Linked DNA regions of Mus musculus: region 1 is linked to region 2. A link is a contact called in public Hi-C data. All regions are on one chromosome and are shown on one strand. Each heading gives the region's core, a stretch centred on a gene start, on an enhancer-like site or on the middle of the called end of the contact. The rest is flanking DNA. Distances are from core to core; before and after follow the strand shown.

Region 1 (5,044 bases), core at 2,096-4,595, 110 kb before region 2:
TATGTTTGCTTTTAGCAAGCATTCAATGAATGGATAATTTTTTTAAAGTATCACTTGACTTTTCAAGCATAACTGATAATCTACCTGTTTTAATAGATCTCATTCCCTTAGACATCTTTCTACATGGTGCAAACTAACTGAAATTCCTTCCCACTCAAGGTTAGCAAACTCTCAGATCACAATTAAACACTATCCGATATTTTGAAAATGTGTGTGTTCAACTAATTGTGAATTAATGTACTAACTCTTGGCAACTGAAAACTATAATTTTCTTTCTAGTTCACCAGAGCTAACAATTATGTTTCCCTTGTGGTCACATGAAACTGGTCCAATGATGATATTGGACCTTTCTTTGGCTTATTTAAAATGATTGGCTGTAACCACCAGGCTGCCCATAGCTCCCTGCAGGCGTGCACAGCCCAGGCCTTCATGTGTGACTCCGCAGCTAGGGCAGAGTCTCCTCCTCCAATCCCACCCCTTCCTTGCTGGGTTAAAGATCTTGAGAAGCTGAAATTAAAGTATCTACCCAAAGTTTTTTGAATATGAGTGCAAGTCCCCAGACAGCTTTTTAAAATCCAACAACGTCCCCTTTCTAGCTTCTTCTGCTAGGGTTAAGGTTCTGTGTCATGCCATAAAATAAGGTTCACTGCAGTTAATTAGGAATTAAATTGATTTCCCCTTAAGGGAAATCATTTATTCATAGCAACCTATAATATGTCGCTATGAGTCGATTGAACTTTCGCTTCGCCTCGTTGATCTCTTTTCAGCTCCAAGCTTACCTGACTATGAAGGAGTTGATGCCTCTCTGAATGAAACTGCCACCACCATCACAGTACTATTGAGGCCTGCACAAGCCAAAGGTGCTCCTATCAGGTAAGGGGGTGGGAATGGTCAAAAGGAAAAGCTGCCAGTGAGAGAAGTGTCTTCCTATGGTTCTTTTCTTCCTATGATATGGTTATTCATTTGAACAAAGATTGCAAATAGACCTGTAGTTAAGAGGGGACTTCCAAGGGTGTTTCTGTCCCATCTAAGACTATTGCTGTCTGTATTCTGTTTCATTTCACTTCCTCTACTGGGATCTGTACCTTGAAGGTATTTGTCAAATAATCTGAGGAAGTAATTCTTGTCCAACTCTGTGTATCTCTTATGAGTAATTTCACGTGAGAGACCAAAATCACGTGAGGATTTTGAAAGAAATGCAGAAGAATAAAAGCAGATCAAGCCCCTGTGGCCTTTCAGCTCTTAAATTATCAGAAATTTCATAATAAAGTGCAGCTTACTGGTTCCTTTATCTTTTAATATTAAAATCTTTCCTATTACCTACTACTGCTATTCTCTCCAATAAAAAATCTGATCCATGTCAAAAAATATACTAGTCCATGTCATTTTTAGAGGTTAATAAAATTATTTCAGCTTTTTATATTTTGAACAACTACAGATGAACCTTCAAAATTCTGATTGCAACCAATAGCTATGTGGGCATTTTGTTAATCAATATTAATAAGAAAACCATATAGGTATAAAGGTAAGGCACATCTGAGAGCAGGATTGAGTTTTGTGCTGTTTATAAATCCTTTCAAAAGCCGGTCAGTCTCTGTTCTGTATGTAAAACCAATATCCTTGACTTAAAGAAACTGATGTCTTTTGTCATCAGAGTTGTACAGTATTTTTTCATGAATAAAAAATATGTTGATGAACATGAGTCACAAAGAAAACTTGCAATCCCCATCTAGCTAAAATTCAGTGCACCACCACATTCCAGAACAAGAGAGGTCGCTAGTGTGCCTGTAACATAGATGCTCTGGAACATCAGCTACTTGAACATCTGAAGTCAGTATACAGTGCTGTTCAGGAATCGATCTCCAAATCATTTTGATTGCTGGTATGAAGAGGAGTAGAAAATGTCTCATTCAGCTGGACTTGGTGTCCTTCTCTATTGGCACGTATTCATCGCCATTCACATGTCCCTAGTAGGGACAAAACTTACACCATAGGCATTTAATCAGTTCCTGATGTTTAAGAGGATTCCAGGTAGCTGTATTTCTCTTTTAAAGTTTGCCTTGGTCTGGAGAGATGGCTCAGTGGAAAGAGCACTAACAGCCCTTTAGAAGAATCTGGTTCAACCCCTAGCACTCACCTGTTGACTCACAAATATCTAAAACTCCTGTCACAGGAAATATGATATTCTCTCTGGCATCCTCGGGCACTGCACACATGTGCTACACAGACACACATTCAAAAAAAAAAAAAAAAAAGTCAGCAAAACAAAAATAAATAAATAAATAAAATTTAAAACTATTTGAAATCCCTAAAAATGTTAAGTGAAGCCATCTTTTTCTTCAGGTATTATTATCATTATTATTGTCAGGCTGTGCTGTATAACTTATATGATCCTTTGTTCACTTAATCAAATTTTTTTCTGCAAATTTTGACCATTTATTAAGTGCCTGTCACCCATCTTAATATTATAAATTAAAGATACACTGATCATAACACAACACAGTGTCTCTTCCCAGGTTTCTTAGGGTATCAGGGGTCATTCTATCATGTAGATCCTGAGCTAATTGACAGTGCTCAGGAATTCTGTGTATTTTCTATGGGTTTGATTAAACGACTTTCTTGTCTTCTGCTTGCCTTTATATATGCATGATTTCTAATTACTAAGAATTCATAAGGTCTAAACCAGCAACTATACAAAAATAATTCTTAATAGTCATTTATCTTTCCCTGGCATGGAAATGTGCCTCATTGTATTTGTTAGCAATTCCTGGAATTGAGCCCACTGGCTAGGCACTGCAAATTATATAGTACAGATGAGTAGTTCTCAGAAAACAAGTTGAAGGACTGGAGATATCATTCAGTAGGCAAGACTGCCTGCTGTGCACACAAGAAGATGTAAGTTTGAATAATTGGCCAATAAACCCTGTGCAAGCCAAGTAATACTATATTTGCCTATAGTACCAGAATTGGGTACAGATAAAGGCCAATCCCAGGAGCTCTTTGACCAGCCAGCATGGCTGACATAGCTTGCCTCGGGGTCAGTGAGGGACCCTATCCAAAAATAAGGTGGAGAGTAATAAAGGAAAGAACTCAACATGCTCTTCTGGCCTCTACGTGCATGAATATGGGTGTACACTTGCTTATACCACACTCAAAAACATATGCACAAACAGAAAACTGACTTTATAAAATAGGCTATTCGAATAAGAAATAAGTTACTGTGAGCATTTGCCAAAGTTAGTAAGTGAATGTTCCTAAAAGGGAAGAGGAGTAAGAGTGCCAACATGTTAATTCAGTCAAGGCCATCTTTATTTAGCAGCATTTGCCCGGAGCGCCTGCAGGTGGAGCCAGCAGGCAGGGCTACACACACTTAAGTAGACAGCACTGCAGTTTGGCATTTGCTGGGTTTGGACTTTGCTTCCCTTGCTTTTGGCATCCTTTAGTCCAGTAGTACCTTCTTCCCCACTAACAACTTCCCTCCTTCCAACCATGCCTGCAAGACACTGGGGTCTGATTCTGAGGTAGTCCAGTGTCCTAATGTCTTTAAAGTCAGAGTCTCATGTGATGGGGTGGTCAATTTTCCTAGCACTGAGTCTGTGGTCTGATTCTATAAATCATTTCTTGGATCCTATCATGCCATTTCGACTTTCCTGTAAAGTATTTACTTTCTGCTTAATTTCTTGCGGCTTAGTTACCCCCTCTGCTGTCAATGTTACTGCTGCTCTACGTTGTGTCTTCCCAAAATATCAGATCTCTTAACCTCCAGCTAACCCTGAAAGCTTCCCACTAGTCCTCAGTCATCAATCCTGAATATTGGGTCTATCTTCCCTTCCTGTGATACTGTTAGTGTTTATTAGCTTACATTTCACGGTCCATTTGTCCCAAACCTACAACAAATGGGCTTTCTTTTTCTTGAACTTCTTAATGAGAAGCTCTCCTTCCAGATCCTCTGTTACAGTAACTAAGAAATCCTCCTTACTCAGCACTAGTGCATTTACTTTATTTAGCATAGGCTTATTTTAAAACTTAAATTAACAGTGATTCCCACAAACTCACAGATTCCATAGCAATCTTTGCATACCAGGAGTTCATCTGGATATCTGAAATAGGCATCCAGTGTGGAGTGTGAGAGACTCCCTGATAATACAATGCCTGATAACACAGAGAGAAATTTTTATTAAGGAGGGGAAGAAATGAAGTCTGCCAAGGTTCACTTTGAGAAGAGATTATGGGTGTTCAAAGAGATCACAAAGAAGTGATTTGGAGTACTGCTTTAGTCCCAGATTTTCTGAGCCTAGTCCCCCCTGACAATGAGGCCATGGCATCATGAATGGTATCCATGAATGAATGATGAGAGATGAGATTTAAAGAGAATGTGGTGTAATTATGACTTCTCCAGCCATTCCCTCCACCTCAAAGGAAGTATGAGTTGGAGCTACAAGACTATACTCAGAGGGAAGCAGTCAGGACAGAAGTACATTAACTTTATATTAACACTGTAAAGAGGATGAGGAAGCCCTCGAATGTGTATGGCATGTAGATCACAGGAGTCCTTGTAACTTCAAATGAATAGTCCATATTGGAAAATAGTGAGAGCAAAAGAGATAAATACAGGGATTCAGGATAATATTAATCCCAGTCTAAAGGATAGAGTCTGACTTGTAGGATGAAGGGCAAAACTGAGACAAAATTGCACGCTGAAAGATGGGGAAAGATTACAGGGAGTGAGGACTGATTTAAGCTAATGCCGGGATTTTGAGTTTGGTGATTTGGTAGCCCGATAACTCTTACATAGAGAGAAGGAAAAAGATAAGAGAACGGGCTTTTACATATTAGGAGTGAATAAACAAAGCACCTGGAATGCTTGGCCATCAGGAAAAATGACTACCATAACTCTTCTGACTTTCAGAATGCTGGCAGTAGGATAGAACAAGCCATGTCTCAATGGGGAAGGATCTTGGAAAGCTGTTTTCACATGACTCTGAAACTTTAGAGATGAGTGTCTGTCTCCTGCAGCTGTAAGGATAGATTCGTAAAATATGAA
Region 2 (5,109 bases), core at 40-2,539:
CAGGAATGGCGGTGGGCGCAGTGGCATGTTCTGTGCCATAGGCATTGTTGTGGAGATGGTGAAGCGGCAAAATGTGGTGGATGTTTTCCATGCAGTAAAGACGCTGAGGAACAGCAAGCCAAACATGGTGGAAGCCCCGGTGAGCCACAGAATCTTTCGAGGGTCTCAGTGACTACTCAGTCATATACCTACTGACTTGTGGGTCTTCACGCACATAGAGGAAATCAGTCAGATGTGCACATGAAACTTGCTGGGACGTTGTGACTAATAGGTAGAGTGTAGCTAGTCTGGCTTTGCCTGTATAAATGCATTCCCCATCACATAACCTGTTGGGTGAAGAAAATGGTCTCATGCGATTTGAGAAGTGAAATTTGTCCTCCTTATTATCAGTGAATTTGTGCTGTGCAGTAAATAGTTCTAGGAAAATAAATCTCACTAAAGTGTAGTCACTTTTTTGCTTGTTGAGGCATATTGAGTTAAGTCGCAGATATACTCATAGGTCACCTCAGAATCTTAGACACCTATTTTCTGTTTGTTCACTTACTTTGTTTTAATTGACTTATTTTGGTGTGTGTGTGTGTGCGTGTGTGGGTGTTGTTAGGTATGGAACCCAGGATCTCAAGCATGCTAGGCCAGGCATTCTACCACTGACCTATATAAACAGACCTGACGCCCAGTGTTTTTGAAAGAGCAACTGAAGTTTATAGCAGCTATTATCCATAATCCTTCCCCATCTAATCCGAATGTAAATTGTCAGTCTGTCCTTGCTGTCAGCTGAAAAGCTTTTATCAGCCTTACAGTACAGTGCATATAATGTGACAAAAGTTCTTCTAAGCTCACAAAGCCTCTAAAATAAGGACAAATGGGGATATGTGAGCAAGGCTTCATCTAAATGGAGCTGTGTACCAAGTAAGAAAGTTACTGCCTCTGTAACATGCTTGACTTGGGGGTTACACATAAGTACAAAGAGACTGGGAAGGAAGAGCAGCTGCAGCAATCATAGAAAAGAAAGGGAGAAAAGCCAGGGCATCACTGTTGCTTGCCCTACTTTATCAAGATGATGGGAGCAACGGAGGTGTGGGGCTGTGGGAGGGAGAGAGGAGGAAGCGGGGGGGGGGGGGGAGAGGGAAAGAGAGTGAGGGAGAGGGAAAGAGGGAGAGAGAGAGAGAGAGAGAGAGAGAGAGAGAGAGAGAAATTTAGTAAGCTCTTGGTGTTTTTACCACTTCCTGCTTGGGGTTGTTCACACAGGAAGTGCATTGTTTCCTGAGACAAACATCTAAAGACTTCGGTTTATGCTGTTTCACTCTGGCTAGTGGCAGCTAACTTCTCCCTTTCTCAAAGAGTGCTCTTAGGAGACTCCAACTGGGACCAGATAACGTCACCTTCTCTGGAATGCAGGCAGTTGAGAAGGACAGAGAGTATTGATTTGAGAATTTTTACATACAGACTGGACAGTAGATAGTTATCACTCTCTGGTTTCAAGATGTATAACCTGTGAAATATACTCTGCCTGAAACATTTCAAGTCACATGCCTTCAGAAGTAACATCTGTCTCCAAATTTGCCTTTGATATACCACCTTTTGACTTCTAAGTTTACAGTTGAATATTTGTTCTAGAACCTTCCCATGAGTTACTGTTTTCCTTTTTTATTTATGTCCCACAAATCTTGACAGAGTTGACAGAATGCACTGCTTAATCAACATCAATGATTAATAAAGTTTACTATGGTTTGGGCTGAGTTTGATATGGAAATGTAGATTTAAACAAAATTGAGAGGCACTGACTGGCTGCAAGCATTTTTTTTTTTTTATCTTTGGTGGGACTTCTCCCAGGAAGCTAATGTAGAGCATATTTACGTTGGTTGTCAGAGATTCTGGATATTTTAATATTTACTTTAAGTTCTGCACTAGTTCAGCCTGCCTAGATTTTACCTGCTTGGACTGGGCTGGGAACTGTCCAATGAATTATATAATATAAGTCATCATTTATAACAGTCTCTGGTCTTTTTAAACTTCTTGATAGTGGATTTTAAGTGACTACACTCAAAAGAAGTGTTATTTTAACTCAAATGTTGCATTATCAACTTGATCAACAACATTGTCAATCAAGTTGTCTTAATTAAGAAGAGGTGTCAGGAATCTATTTAGGCATAAGTGAGCTTGAAGGGTTATTTCTTTTTAATTCTTAAATATTCCTTTTAAATTGGTTGAAATGGTACTCTGATACCATTGCAAAAGGTAGCATACAGGGGGTTCTTCTCATCTCTCTCTGTCTCTGTCTTTCACTGTCTCTACCTATCTGTCTCTCTGTCTCTCTCTTTCTCTCTCTCTTTCTCCCTCACTTTTATCTAAAGAGATCATTTGGAATATGGAGGAAAGCACAGGCACACACCAGCAGCAATACAAAACAGAAAGATATTGAAATAATCTAACAAGTAATCCAGATAATCCACATGGTAGATTTTTGCGTGATATAAAAAGACTCAGGATGTGTAACATACAACATGTAAAACAGAAAATCCTCTTGAGAACTCCGATTTTTTATTTTTCTGAGACGATTACTATGTCAATCGTGTACTCTTCCCCTCCCCCATGCCAAGACAGGGTTTCTCTGTGTAGCTCTGGCTGTTCTAGAACTCACTCTGTAGACCATGCTGGCCTTGAACTCAGAGACACACCTTGTCTGGTTGCTGGGATTAAAGTGTGGTCCACCACAGCCTGGTTCTTTACCTTTTTGTAAGCTGGGAAACATTCTTAACTATTTTAATCCTATAAAAATCCTTGGCACTATATTAAATGATAGGAAATTTAGGGCAAAGATAAAACATCTTTTTACTGTTTCTTTTTTTTCTTAAAAGGGATCATTAGACTTGAGAATAAAATATATATGGCCAGATGTTCCTGTTATATGCAAAATAAGTAATTTACGACTTTTAAATAATCTAAATTGGGTGTCAAGAACTCACACAGATGCTATTACTCACCATTAGCCTTTTGCTAACTCCTTTCATCCCTTCTGTTCTGACATGATGCAGGAGCAGTATCGTTTTTGCTATGATGTGGCGTTAGAGTACCTGGAGTCCTCATAGTTCGCTGAGACTATTTGCAGAGCATCCAAGCAGAAATCCATTCGTCTGTTGAGCCAGCAGCTGTTGTACCTGTTACTGCACCGAGAGATTTTAATGTACGGGGTGGGAGGCTTTTACATTGGAGAGGCAAATGTATTTTTCTTATAAAGTTGTGTATCTTAATAAAAAGGACTTGATCAGTTTCTGTGACTGTATGAGAGCATCCACATTTCATGCCACCTAATTTTATCTTTAATCAGAGGCAGATTTGGATGAGAAGTGGTCTGTGTCTGTCCAGTGACCACACAGCCTTTTCTCTCCTGCTTTCTGTAGAGCAGCTACCACACATTGCATGCACTTTGTAAGTGGCATTTCCCTCTCTTTTTAAAATAAAAACTGTGGGACCTTAAGAATGGGGAAGGAAACAAGCTGTGCAAAGTCATGGTAAATTTCATTTTATATGTTCCAAGTGTACCAGATTCTATATAAATGTGTGTGTGTGTATATATATATATATATATATATATATATATATATATATATATACATACATACATATATACATATGTGTGTATATATACATACATACATACATATATATGGCTTATTTTCTTTTAATGTGCAATGATGGCTGGATCATTTAAAGTTCCTTTTAGAAAATAACATAAGCCAAAGACTGAAGTGTACATATGTCTATATGGAAGAAGCACATTATATTTATTGGTTACTTACATTACTTTTTTGATGGATAAAATACTACCGCCACACAATCATTTTTGTTGTTGTTGTTGTTTTAGGAGAGTTAGCTAAAAATCAATGGTAAACAATTTTTTGTAGATTATTTTTTGTATGTTTAGTGTAAGTAAAGGATAAACTTTTTATTCATAAACCAGGAAGCAATGTTTTCTGTAGTGGTTCCCTTGTGTACATGCCTGTGAATTAAATTTATGTAAAACATCTTGGCAATTGTCTTTGAATAGAGGACCAAATTAAAACATTTCACTGAAAATGTAGTTCTCCCCCAGTTTCATTAGGTAAATGATGGCTTGATGGTTGCCTATGAGAAATCTGCACAGCAGAGGACATTGCAGGTAGCTTGCCCAATGTGGAATATTACCTTTAAGCATTGTTTAAACATTAAAGAGTTAGTCTCTGCCTATGGCCTGACACTGTTCAGGATCACCAGATGACAACATTGCTGCTTGCAGGATCAAGTTTTAGCAGAGTATAAACTGCCACCGTAGCGGCGCAGTGTTCTTTTTGATGTTTCCAAGCACAAGCTTTGGGTTTCTACAATAGACAGTGCAAATAGATGTGTGGTCTCATTCATGTGCCCCACATAGCTGTAGTGTCACATCCTCATCAGCTTGCAGTTTGTGATTAACTGAAGCATTATGGTGTCCTCTTCCTACATTGCCTGTCTATGACATGGTGCTTATAAAGATTTAATGAGAGTAAGAGTGAAATAAAGTTTTTATAATTGTAACATTTACTGATTGAACATCATTTTCTCTTCTAAATTTTCATGCCTTTATTCCCAAATAAATAATCTCTCTATGACTCAATATGAGAATGTCACAAAAATCCTACTGAAAGCATGATTGACATCCAGGCTATAATATGGTATATTTTTTGTTCCCTAAACTGTATTACATAGTTCAGGTCAGTGAAGGAAGAAATAGCTAAGGGTTTAGTGTCTATTATTATTATTATTATTATTATTATTAATCATTATCATTATTTTATTTTATTCTCCCTCTTGTCATAATTTGTCTTAGCTGCATTCTGCCAAATATCTAAGAAAAAAACACTTTAACAGAGCAAGAATTTATTTTAGCTCTCATCATGAAGGTTTCAGTCCCCAGTCCCTTGGCCTCCTTGCTCTAGGACTGTGGCAAAGACGCTGATGAGCAGGTCAGGATGGTACAGCAGTTCATCTCCAGATAGCTGGGAAACAGAGAGAGTTCTCTCCTAGAGCAATGCTATTTCTTCTTTTGGATGGAAAGTGGAAAGGCAAGCAGGAACATGTGAAAGAGAGAAT

The links. A called contact is a pair of places that touch in the nucleus more often than the background predicts.
Region 1: a contact with region 2 is called in a Hi-C map of double positive thymocytes, with 7 times the contacts expected there. The contact joins two enhancer-like sites. A contact is called at or near these places in 9 of 484 Hi-C or Micro-C datasets (CD4 T cells, CD8 T cells, the HL-1 cell line and 5 more), 5 of 115 datasets of contacts at active chromatin or transcription factors (CD8 T cells, T-cell acute lymphoblastic leukemia, double positive thymocytes and 2 more) and 4 of 9 other capture datasets (adipose tissue, embryonic stem cells, liver and 1 more).

Annotation. Positions count from the first base shown.
Region 1 is chr10:28,482,421-28,487,464 of GRCm38.p6, forward strand. Ptprk (protein tyrosine phosphatase, receptor type, K) reads left to right here. Exons shown (of 32, transcript NM_008983.2): 11 at 768-873. Among named protein-coding and RNA genes, the nearest start is that of Themis, 180 kb to the right of the region's middle. Within about 2 kb of position 3,346, at least 14 of the 459 cell types and tissues checked have an H3K27ac peak or open chromatin away from gene starts, as enhancers often do. A contact at or near this core is called in CD8 T cells, the P5424 cell line, T-cell acute lymphoblastic leukemia and 2 more, where this site is marked.
Region 2 is chr10:28,592,767-28,597,875 of GRCm38.p6, forward strand. Ptprk (protein tyrosine phosphatase, receptor type, K) reads left to right here. Exons shown (of 32, transcript NM_008983.2): 31 at 4-139; 32 at 3,036-4,631. The coding sequence ends at 3,089. Among named protein-coding and RNA genes, the nearest start is that of Themis, 73 kb to the right of the region's middle. Within about 2 kb of position 1,290, at least 92 of the 459 cell types and tissues checked have an H3K27ac peak or open chromatin away from gene starts, as enhancers often do. A contact at or near this core is called in CD8 T cells, the P5424 cell line, T-cell acute lymphoblastic leukemia and 2 more, where this site is marked.